Linked DNA regions of Sus scrofa: region 2 is linked to region 1. Evidence: chromatin contacts called from public Hi-C data. All regions are on one chromosome and are shown on one strand. Each heading gives the region's core, a stretch centred on a gene start, on an enhancer-like site or on the middle of the called end of the contact. The rest is flanking DNA. Distances are from core to core; before and after follow the strand shown. Region 1 holds the start of SNRK (SNF-related serine/threonine-protein kinase). Region 2 overlaps SNRK (SNF-related serine/threonine-protein kinase).

What was found. A called contact is a pair of places that touch in the nucleus more often than the background predicts.
Region 2: a Hi-C map of liver shows a contact between it and region 1, with 4 times the contacts expected there. The contact joins the enhancer-like site here to the promoter of SNRK in region 1. A contact is called at or near these places in 1 of 5 promoter capture datasets (liver), 6 of 47 Hi-C or Micro-C datasets (embryonic fibroblasts, heart right ventricle, liver and 2 more) and 1 of 2 datasets of contacts at active chromatin or transcription factors (skeletal muscle).

Annotation. Positions count from the first base shown.
Region 1 is chr13:26,666,670-26,672,774 of Sscrofa11.1, reverse strand. SNRK (SNF-related serine/threonine-protein kinase) reads right to left here and starts at 3,567. Exons shown (of 8, transcript XM_021071714.1): 1 at 3,427-3,567. The coding sequence starts at 3,515. It overlaps LOC102166555 (a long non-coding RNA gene), which reads left to right and starts at 3,649. Exons shown (of 2, transcript XR_306751.3): 1 at 3,649-3,765; 2 at 3,984-4,200.
Region 2 is chr13:26,698,399-26,704,364 of Sscrofa11.1, reverse strand. The region is part of intron 4 of SNRK (SNF-related serine/threonine-protein kinase); the gene reads right to left. Among named protein-coding and RNA genes, the nearest start is that of SNRK, 32 kb to the right of the region's middle. Within about 2 kb of position 1,649, at least 8 of the 83 cell types and tissues checked have an H3K27ac peak or open chromatin away from gene starts, as enhancers often do. A contact at or near this core is called in liver, where this site is marked.

The sequences.
Region 1 (6,105 bases), core at 2,318-4,817:
CGAGGAGCTGACGGTCTTTGGGGTTTGAGAAAGATAACTGCATGTAAACAACTGAGAAACTGAGGCCCAGTGAGGCTTTGATGTGACCAGTTACAAGTCCTGGAGCACTGATTTCATAACCCACATTACATTTGAGGCCAACATATAACTGAGGTGGGGTCTGTGTTTAAAGAGACAGAAAGACAGACACCCCTCTCCCCAATCTTGCTTTGAGACACATCATGGTGCAGACAAGGCCTTCCGACTCTGAAGGAACTGCTGAGTAGTCGCATGAAGCAGTCTGGGGAATACAACATAACAAGTAAGGAGAGGGAAGAGAGGCCTGCTTTGTCATGAAAGAGCCTACCTGAGCAGAGGCCAAACTCTGGAGGTGCCAAAGCAGAATCTCAGGAGGCTCTGCAAGTGACAGGAGAGAAATAAATGTTCAGGGAATGCAAAGCAAGAATCCTCTTTAGTCAGGTTCCTCCCCTACCACCAGCAGCAAAGGCTCTCCCATGGGACGTAAGGCTTCAACCCAAAGCAGATATACAGAAAAACAAGATGAGGAAATGATCCACAGCATGAATAATGCAGCTCCAGATCATCCAGAACAGACAACACATTTCCAGTGTTCACTCCTGAGCCCCTAGGTTCAAGAGGTTTTTGCACTAGCTGCTCCCAAACTAAAAAAGAATACCAAATATGTCCCCTTCCATCCCCAGAGCTACTGCCCCACTCCTCCCCCTTCCTTTCCAGATTCTTAAAAAAACAAACACAAAAACAAAAATAGCTACACTGTCTCTACTTCCTCAACCCCCTTTTACCCACTTGGATCTAAGCTCTTCTTCCACCACCTGACCTTGTCTCCCTCAACCCTTGGAGCCCTTTCCCCTCTTCTCTGCCTGGGCCCTCTACCTGTCCTTCAAGACGGGTTCACCACCACCTCCTAGATGAAGCAGTCCCAAGTCAGATCATTCCTTGCCCAGGAGTTTTGCCAATGCCTCACCACAGCACTTGATCCTGTCATTGTTTACCTCAGTGTAAATAAAATTTACAATAGCATAAAGGGAGGAACTAGTTTTTATTCACTTTTCTATTGCTACCCTCCAACCCGGGGCCCCCAGAATAGCCAAAGGCTCCATGAATAAAAGATCAGAGGTTAGGTTTACCTTCAAAACTGCCACAAACCACTCAGCTTTTCCACCTAAATTGCTCTAAGACTGTACCTGCACATACATGCACACTGGGAAGTACCTATATTCTGAGTAACAGTTTTCTTATCAAAGCATCTTGGCTAAAAACTCTTAACTTTTGGTTGTTAAGCAAACAGCTTACATGCAGTAAAATCAAGTCTTTAGGGGTCCTCATCTACATTTTTAAATCCTGTAATTCTGACCATGTGGAAAGTATACTTGTACCCTTTCTTCGTGGGCAGTATAATGGGTTCTTAGGCTCGGACAAGCTGCTTCAGGAAAGAAATCAAGCCTTGTTTATATCAATACTTAGACCTATGGCTGTTCAGTATCTCAAAAAATAGGGTGGTTTCTTTTTTTTTAATTTAGTTTCACTTTCTGTATGAAACACCTATAGGAAAGTTTAGACAAAAAGCATTTCTTGAGACTAATAAAAATATCTGAAAGCCCTTTGATTTTAATAAGGACATTTGAAAGTCTTCATTTTAGGATTTTGAAATTACATTTGAACCATAAAGGCCCAATCTTTATTTATGTTCTAGAAAAATAAAAATTACATAACATCTGGGTTCTTGTATGTTTCAAACAAATCGATCCTACTGCAGTAATACAGAAAAACTCAGAATAGTAGAAAATTAATACTGTGAGAGTAACTTTTCTGCACAAAAGAAAACAATAAAAGTCGATTTTGCAAATTTAAAAAATAGAAAGGTAGCACTCTAAGTTCCCTGTCTGGAAAGCCTTAAAGATGGAATATTAAGAAAAGTTAGCACAGTGCAGTTTCAATTACTACACTGCTTCAATATGTGACCTTGGGAATGTCATTTAATTTCTTTCATTTCTAGTTCTGTAAAATGGGAATGTCGTCTGTTTTCCTAAGAGGAACAATTAGACAGTCAAACAGAAGAATCAACATGATTTTTTTTTTTTAAAGAAACTTGTCTAATTAGAACACTTTAATCACCACTTGTACAGTACATTCCTCTTCAGGAATCCAATTCCAACAGAAATATTTAAGCAGACGTTGAAGACAGATTTCCTCAAGGGAATGATTTTATAAATCTGGAGAGCAATGTAGCAAGATCATAAATTAACAAATTGATTACATAAACCTTGACAACGCTAGGCTTTAAAGTACACTGAGACAGATCCCGATAAATTAGACTGATTTGAGGCTAGTTCCCCAACCCCATACAAGGAACCTAAACTGCAGCAGCTGATGCTTGATAGGAATCCGGTGGAAATTAAACAGGCTGCCAAACACTTGCAGTTCATCACCTGCTCACCATGCTTCACCTTTCACCATAAAACGTGAAACGCATTAAGTCAGCTTTACCAGCTGCTCCTAAGACTGTGAAAATGTACTCAATTAAATGGAAAGGAGGAAAAAGTAACTTGACAGTTTGAAAAATTCTATATTCTCAGACGTCTGTCGGTTGACTACTGCTAAACCCCACCTCTCCAATACTGGACTTGAACCGAACTCCCTATAAAGCGACTGGATTTTATCTGATCCAACTGTTAGGAACAGCACAGCTCCAGGACCACCCCTCCCGGCCCAGGATAAAAGGTTGTCACTTTCCTAGATCCCAAGTCCAAGTTAAAGTCAGGAAGGCTTTTGCAAAACGGTCCAGAAAGAAATCAACAGGCGATGACTATGGAAAAGAAAGGAGGTTTTCCAATCTGAAAAATTCTAGCTGTCCCTTGGGAATGGCACTGCTCCTCCTTCCTTACCCCGATGCCCTTTCTCTACAGACAACAATATCCCCATTCTATTGTACGGCTGCAGTTTTAGCAAGGAATTCCCTTGCTGCGCCAGATTGCTAGATCTTTTGAGAAAGGAAAACACATTTGGTGAAGAATACACGCCGCACTCGGCCCGCTCCGGGGCGGGGCGTGGGGATGCGGGCGCCTCCCGAGGTGCCGCAATCCCGCTGCGGCCCCAAGGGCAGGGCCTCGGTGCGCCCGCGGCCAGCCGCCGCAGTGCCCGCTCCCGTCCGGGCCCCGCCGCCGCCCGCCGCCAGGCGCCAGGCCCCGCCGCCGCCGCCGCCGCGCCGAGTCTGGGCCGCCGCAGTCCGGGCCCGAGACGCGGCCGGCGCGGAGAGCGCGGAGCGCGCAACTTACTTTCCGCCTGCGGCGGGCGCCCCGGCCCGAGAGCCCAGCCCGGCAACCGCCGAGGCGACTAGGCGGCGGAGGCCGGCCCCACCCCCGCCCACGGCCGCGGCGCCTGACCGAGCTCTGCGCTCGCTCCTACCTCAGCTGGCAGGCGGCGTCAGTCCACAGCGGCCGCGGCGCCAAAGACTCCCTCCCGGCCGCCGAATCCCCGCACCCAGCGCTAATCATAATACCAAGCGGGCGGCGGGCCGCGGGGAGGGGGTGGGGCTGAGGGCCGATATGCGCCTGCGCGAGACATACGTCACTATGACGCGTGCGCCGGGGCCGGGCCTCGGGGAGGGCGGGGCGGGGAGCACCTGCGGGCTCCCGCGAGCGTGGTGCTGGAGGGCATCCTGGCAGCTTCTCGACCCCAGTGTCTGCGCTGCGGCTGGCGGTAGGAAGGGGCGAGCGCCGAAGCAGGAGAGAGGATGATGAAGGAGTAAGCAGTAGGGACAAAGGACAATTCCCCCCAGAAAAGTGGGGGAAATCGGAGAGAAGGGACCGCATCCTCACAGGACTCTGCGTCCTGGGCCCCGGGGATGAGGGCATTGTACCCTTTTAAAGGCTCACCCCATCTCCCGACACAAGTTTAAGCAAGAATAGGGAAAGTGTTCAATATGTATTCGTATATATATTTTTTTTCCTCTCTCTCTACAGTTTCTTCTCTCTGGGAATCCAATTTGAAGGAATTTTGTTGATTTTGTTGCTATTTAAACAAAAGGAGAAAAACCCAGCATTTGAATGCAGCGCTGGCTTTAAAGGTCACCGGGAGGCATTTGCCTAGCCAGGCGGCCTCCTCAGGAAAAGCGTGGAAAGGTGAAAAGTCGTGGGAAGTATTAAAACATGAAGTCAGGGATTCAGAACACGCCGGGCATTAACCGTACACTAGATGGTTCCGCAGCATGGTCACCAGCCGGGTGGCTCCCGCAGGGAGCTTAGCGCAGGCCAGAGGTTGGGTTTGGGAGGGTGGCAAAGAGGAGCAAGGGCTCCCGTCTCCCACTCTTGGAAGCTTGGCGCGCAATGGAGTTCGGCTCTCCAGGGTTCCTGGAAGGGAGTGACAAGCCAGATGCCAGATTTCTCCAACCTACTTTTCCCTGATTCTCCCTTGATCTCCACCCCTCCCGGAAGAAAGGAACCCTCGCAGTGAAAGACACAAGCAGGGGTAAAACAAACAAAAACTACTGCTTAGGTGCTCCAAGTTTGATTAAATCGTCTGGATGAGAAGAGAAATTTAGATAGCTTTAGCAAAAGTCTCTTTGGACCTGCAAATGTCAGAAGGCTCTTCTTTCAGACTCTCTCCCAGGTGTCTGAAGATGACTGGGAAGCAGGAGTGGATTGTTGGGAGGTGCAAACCCTCAGGGTAGTAAGTAAGGTTTTCTATTAAAGGGGGTCTCTGACCCTCAGGGCAGAGTCAAGGCTCCAACTCTGGGATAACACTGGCTTAGAAAGAATAACTCACAGCTTCTAACTTGGTTTATGGAATTCCTTCCTTTGTTGCTGGAAAATGAGAAGGCCTTGCACTTTTCTCCTTAGGGAGATATCACTACTCAGGGAACCCTGTCACCAAGTAAAGGGGTGAAATTACCACTCTAATGCTCTCCCAGAGGATTTTCAGTGGTTAAAAGGCCTCTATTGCTAGGTCTCTAGCCCCTGAGATAGAACAGTAACTACAGAACAATGGCTTCAGTAGATAAGCCCTAGGAAGAGAAAGTATTAATGTTGCTGCTGGGTCACTCAGGTTTTGAATAAATTCTATAAGAAAAACAGGGCATAAGAATAGCAAAACAATAAATGAAAGAAACAGAATAATACGTTGGTTTAAATAAAGTCTGCTCAAATTCTCTTCCACAGAGAGGGATGCCGTACCGGCCACGTGGTAAATCATTTATGCATCCCCAGTGTTTCTTGGGAAGCTGAAGTGCTGCTGGCAAGAACATGACCCATTTTCAGTTCCACACTATCAATGTGGTAACATGATCTGATTATGCTTAGGCAATATTTTTAAATATTCAAGTACAAATTAATATATGATCACTTAACTTTGAATTTAAGCAAAATGCCTTTATTGTTAATGAAGAACCCCCTTCTTCAGTCCACCCTGGGGCTTTCTCCAACCCAGGCTGATATTTTAATGTTAGGTCTTTTTATGGACCTGTAAGAAGCTTTAATTAGATATACAGCATTCTACAAAAAACGACAAGATGGAGCATGCAGGCTTGGATTACAGTCTCTGTGAGTCAGATCTCAGAAATAACATAATGCCACTGATTTAAGGAAGAAGTTGTTTATTGGAAAGCAACCAGGGGAGTTCCCATCGTGGTTCAGCAGAAACAAATCTGACTAGCATCCATAAGGACTCAGGTTCGATCCCTGGCCTCACTCAGTGAGTTAAGGATCCGGCATTGTTGTGGTGTAGATCACAGATGCTGCTCGGATTGGCATTGCTGTGGCTATGGCGTAGCCTGGGAACTTCCATGTGTTTCAAGTGCACCCTAAAAAGAAAGAAAGAAAGAAGCAACCAGGGAGATGATAAAAATTAGATCAAGATGTGAAAAGCAAGCCAATTCATGGAAGAAATTGCCATTTTTCATCTTGGGACTACCCCCAAAGTAGTGTGTATAACAAGGTTACCTTCTCTAGATACTGTTAACTTTCATAATTTATTTAAAAATTTTAGGAGTTCCCGTCGTGGCTCAGTGGTTAATGAATCCAACTAGGAACCATGAGGTCGCGGGTTTGATCCCTGCCCTTGCTCAGTGGGTTGAGGATCTGGCATTGC
Region 2 (5,966 bases), core at 400-2,899, 34 kb before region 1:
GCAAAAGAATGACGAGGGATTAGAAAGTAATAAAAATAGGGAAACCAGAAGAAAGGTTTTAGGTAGAAACTTCTATTTTTCCCTCTGGATTTCTTTTATCAGTGTAGCAATAAGTCATGAAATCAACAGGAACAGAATGTTCTAAAACCGCTACAGATGAATTTGGGACCAGCACCTTTTACAATACCACTCACAAGTGGCAGAATTTATGCAATCACTTTTCAGTTCCAACTACGGTCAACAGCAACTGACATATGACCCAATACTAATGTTAAAGGGAATGCTTTCTCAGAATAGCAAGTACTGCTATAGTAGAAGTGTGCAGGTTCCAGGGGGTCTATAATGAAACCTAGGACCTTTGTTTCTTTTTTTGCACATGGAGGTTCCCAGGCTAGGGGTCTAATTGGAGCTGTAGCCACCGGCCTATGCCACAGCCACAGCAATGCCAGATCTGAGCCGCATCTGCAAACTACATCACAGTTCGTGGCAATGCTGGATCCTTAACCCACTGAGCAAGGCATAGAGGCCAGGGATCGAACCTGTGTTCTCATTGAGGCTAGTCAGATGAGTTTCTGCTGCGCCACAATGGGAACTCCATGGATCTTTGCTTCTTGTATGATATTCAGAAACCTAACCTCTATGGTCTACTGATGTGAATTCCTACCCACACAGTACGAACGACTCACCTATGTTCAAAATCAGCTAGAGCTCTGGTTACTAAAGATTCTTTTCTGCTCTGAACAAGATAACTAGTTGGATCTAAGGGACATAACTAGAAACCATAGGGAAAGTAGAAAACTGTCAGGTAATCTGAACAGTGTAAGAGTGAGGCAGAAGAGGAGTAAAGAATTTGGACAAGTCCATGTTTTAGAATAGCTCTATTATTCCTGGTTTATCAACACTCCAGTTAGAAGCAAACCTTTATTATTTAACAAGGAATCATTTCTTCTCTTTATAAAAAAGAGTGAGAATGAATATCATCATCTCGCACCTACTTCAAAAAACTTCTTTCCCAGACCTGAATGCACCTAAATACACCTTGGGGACTTCAGAAATAAATGTTGCCCCAAAGAGGCTTATCATCTTTTACCCAAACCTATTTGTCCTCATTTGTGTTCTAACCTGGTCACTGGCACCACCACCCACCTATCCCAGACTCTACACTTTGTGGTCCTCTGACTTCCATGTCAGGGAAATCCCATCAATTCCAACGTGTGCTTCACCCTCCCTGAGATCTCCCCATGCTCGCCTGCCAACCTGGCGACCTGGGCTACCTGGTAGTTTCAGCATCACCATAATACACTGCAATTACAGATGCTCTCTTGTCTTCCTCCATTGCTCAGAGCTCCCAGAGTGCAGAATATGTCCCCTGCACCCAGGTAATGCCTGCTCGACAGAAGTGTGTTGAACGGAGTGAGCCTGAAACTAAAGACAAAGCAGTACTTCTGCAAATACTGTTCAGGTAGAGCCCCGCAGAAAGCAGCAGAAGTCGAGGTTTAAGGTACATGGGTAGTGAGTGTACTTCATGTACTTCAAATAAAAAGCTGAAAGGGAAAGGGGACTAAGAAGTGCTGAGAGTAGTGTGTGTGGGGTGAGGGGAGGGAGAGTCATTAAGGACAAGCTGCAGTGTCAGCTGTTTAAGGCATTATGCAAACTTGTTTTTTCAAGTGGAGAGAAAACAGGGAAAAGTTCAAGAACCCAAAGGTTATCAATCACACACTGTGGGACTATACACGTTCACACACATCCAAACCAGACAAGCAGTAGACACTCTTCCAGCTCAACATTCCTTCCTAAGTCATTCTGATACCAGTTAGGAAATGAACTTTATAGACGCCAGGCTAAAACCTAAGAGCTGTGAGAATTCTCTCAGTATGGCCTAGTGAAAAAAGTATGCCTGGGTTAAAGCATCAGAGAGACCAAGGTTCAAACCCCACCAGGGCCGTTTAACTAGCTACATATTCTTGGCCAAGTGACCTGGCTTCTACATGTCTTAGTTCTCTCTCCTCTAAAATGTGGACACCACTACTTATCTGTTTCTTTCTAAAAGTGTGTCTGGGCAAACAATACTATATGTATCATTCTAGATTGTAGGAGTAGGACCAGCAGGAAAAAGCAAAAGGGATTTCATGCTTCTTATCAAATATACTTCTGCGTTGTTTGAATTATCTCACAAGAACATTTGTTTATTACTTGAATTAGAAATTAACTGTTTCAAAAATAAACTCAAAAAGACTTAAACATGGCTTAAAGACATTTCTTTACATGACACCATAGAACTACTAGAAGACACAAAACATTTTTTGACATAAATTGTACCAATGTTTTCTTAGGTCAGTCTCCCAAGGCAATAGTAATAACAAAAATAAACAAATGGGACCTAATCAAAGTTACAAGCTTTTGCACAGCAAAGGAAAACATTAAAAAAAAAAAAAAAGGCAATCTACTGAATGGGAGAAAATAGTTGCAAATGATGCAACCAATAAGGACTTAATCTCCAAAATACCAAAAAACTCATTCAACTCAGCAAAAACAAAAAAACCAACCCAATCAAAAAATGGGCAAAAGACCTAAATTGACTTTTCTCCAAGGAAGATGTATAGATGGCCAGTGGGCACATGAAAAAATGCTGAGTATCACTAACTGCAAATCAAAACTACAATGACGTACCACCTGACACTGGTGAGGACGGCCACGGGGGAATGGAGAGGGAGAGGGATAGACTGGGAGTTTGGGGTTAGTAGATGCAAACTATTATATTTAGAAAGGATAAACAATAAAGTCCTACTGTATAGCATAGGAAACTATACCCAATCTCCTGGGATAGACCATGATGGAAAAGAACAAAAGAATGTGTGTGTGTATATAACTAAGTCGCTTTGCTGTACAGCAGAAATTGGCACAATTCTGTAAATCAACTACACTTTAATTTTAAAGGGGGGGGGGGAGTCTAGACATGGTCTGTATTCAGTGGGCCAGTGATTCTCAACCTGTGGTCTGAGGTCCTTCATTCTGCAAGATCCCCTTAATGTCTGCATAGACCAATCTCACCCTACTTAGCATTAATAGCTATAGTAGGAAATACTTAATTTTTAGTGCAAACAACTTCCTTCAAGGATTAAGAAAACTCAAATATTAAACTCACTGATGTTTATAAGCATCCCTGACAGTATTACACAGTGTGATCAAAAAAAAGGGGGGGGGGCAGGGTTATAGGTCCACAGACTCCCTGGGTGACCTTTTTCCTGGTGGTAACTTATTTCTACAGTGCCTAGGGAGAGGATTGGGGTCCCCTAATGCCTGGGAAGGCATCAGGATAGTGCTGCTGGCCACAACCCTCTAGTTCTATGTTCTTGCTTCTAGACAAACCTGAGGGTTCTAAAGGGAAAGGTGACCCTGAAGCCAGAGCCACCAAAATCACCCACCTCAGTACATTCCCAGACAAAGTCAGTCTGGATGCTCTGACTTCCTAGGAATTGCCACCCTCAGAAAAATCCCTCCAAGTATCTAAATACCTTGGGAGTTCCTGTTGTGGCTGAGTGGAAATGAATCCGACTAGCCGCCATGAAGACGCAGGTTCAATCCCTGGCATCGTTCAGTGGGTTAAAAATCAGGCATTGCCATGGGCTGCAGTGTAGTTCACAGATGCAGCTCGGATCTGGTGTTGCCGTGGCTGTGACGTAGGTCGGCAGCTACAGTCCCGATATGACCCCTAGCCTGGGAACCTCCATATGCCATGGGTGCAGCCTTAAAAAGACAAAATAAATAAATAAATATATGTCTTGGTGAAGCAAGAATCAGCTACGAACTCATACCTTTCCAAAATTACATCCTTTAAAAAAGTGTCTTGTGAAATCTAAATACTTTTTTTTTACAAGCTTATGGGAAAAATTTCTAATTTTTGTCCAATTTTATTATAACATTAGTTACAAAATCTAAAACGTTAATATACCAGAAATACTTTTTAAATGTGGAAACAAGGCCATCAGGATGTTGGCCAGCAACATGCATGAGAGTACATTCCTCTGCTACAAATTTCAATGTGGATATTTTTCAAAGAGGGGGTGTACTGGAGCCCTGCCTCATCATGGACACTCAGGGGCTTTGATTTCATTTTAAGATGCAATTTTACATGATTATGAAAAATATAAAGCAATTTCACAGGTTAGGCTCAGATCTAGAAAGCTGCAATGTTTAGATTCAGTACGAAACATAAAAATGACCAATTCAATTATCTAAGCAAACAATACCAATTATGCAGACTAGAGATAAATGTGAAGTCTGCACTAACTTGATGCTTTAGTGTAATAGCTAATGGTGTACTCTGATGTTTTCAAAACTGATTTTAAAAACACTGATTCTTTTGCATAAGACTGTGGTGTGCTAACCTAAGACAAATATATAAACCTTTAAAATACCAGTTAATAACAATCACCTGCATATGCTGACTCTTGCAGGTTCTCTTTCAAAATGCAACAAACACAGCTTTCTGGGCAGGGAGCTACAAAATCAAAATAAGGTGTGTCCTTTAACAAGACACAGCATTATCCCAGACTGTTGAACTTGTTAAAAGACTTTTTAACATTCTCATTTGAGGACAAAGAGAAATAAACTTTGAAACAGTATATTTGGGAGTTCCTGCCATGGCTGGCAGAAACGAAACTGACTAGTATTCAAGAGGTTGCTGGTTCAGTCCCTGGGCTTGCTCAGTGGGTTAAGCAATGCCGTGAGCTGTGGTGTAGGTCGAAGATGCAGTTCAGATCTGGCATTGCTGTGGCTCTGGTGCAGGACAGCGACTACAGCTCCCATTCAACCCCTAGCCTGGGAACCTCCATATGCGGCAGGTGCGGCCCTAAAAAAGACAAAAAAAAACAAAAAAAAACCCACCAATTTACTTTCCTACATTAAAAGAAAAATCAATGTGTTAATATCTTTCTGGGGATTACAATAAACCTACAACCTGGTTGGCTCCACAAAGGATTACAACTTTGAGATTCCTTCAGATTAAAACTTTAGCTAGAAAGTTCTCTCAAATATAACCACACATTTCCTGTTTTTAAAAGTTGACATTTACTTTTTCAGAGTATGAAATACATGTGTAATGACAGTAAGATTCTATTAGCAGCCTGGGGAAAGCTCCCCCCTATACACATACATATGCATTAATTCCTCAATTTTATACATGAGCCTATTAGATAGGTAAAGATATAAAAGATTTGTTTTATTTGCACTGCCCTGATAATTTTCCCCCAATTTTCATAAGGTATAATTTACACACGCTAGAATTCACCAACTTTAGGGGAGTTTTCTCACTGATTTGTAAGAGCTCTTTCTAGAATAAGAAAAGTAATCATCTATATCATAAATTATTTCCCCAGTGTTTCCATTACAATTTTGTGTTTAACATACGTGCATCATACCCACAAAATGAAATCAAATCTATCATCTTTTCCTTATGATTGCTGTTTAATAGATAGACCAAGATCTTGTGAATATTCAACTTTCAGGGGTGGGGTTTAATTCTTCATATACAAATACTGAATTCACCTGGAATTTGTTATAACATATGACATAGGTAGGGAATTTATCATTTCTTATTCCTGGAATATTTAATTATTCTAATATCATTTATTCAGTAATTCTTTCTCTCATGACTTCTGATAATAGAGGAATTTAAAATTATTAGGGCCCATTGTTTTTTCTACATCACTTGATAGGTAAAGAACCATGCTAATAATATTTTTTAAAACTTGAAAAAAAAAATCACACTAAGATACCTGGGTGCCCTTGAACATCAGACCATACACTATAGAGCCACAGTAAAGCGGACAGTAATACATGTATTCAACAAGTATACAGCACCACTTTGCCAAGCACTGTGCCAGGTGCTGAAATATAATCAAAATGAGACCATAGAGGCTGGTAATGAATTTCCAGGAGAGATTCACCCCTGCCCTTTATGTCCT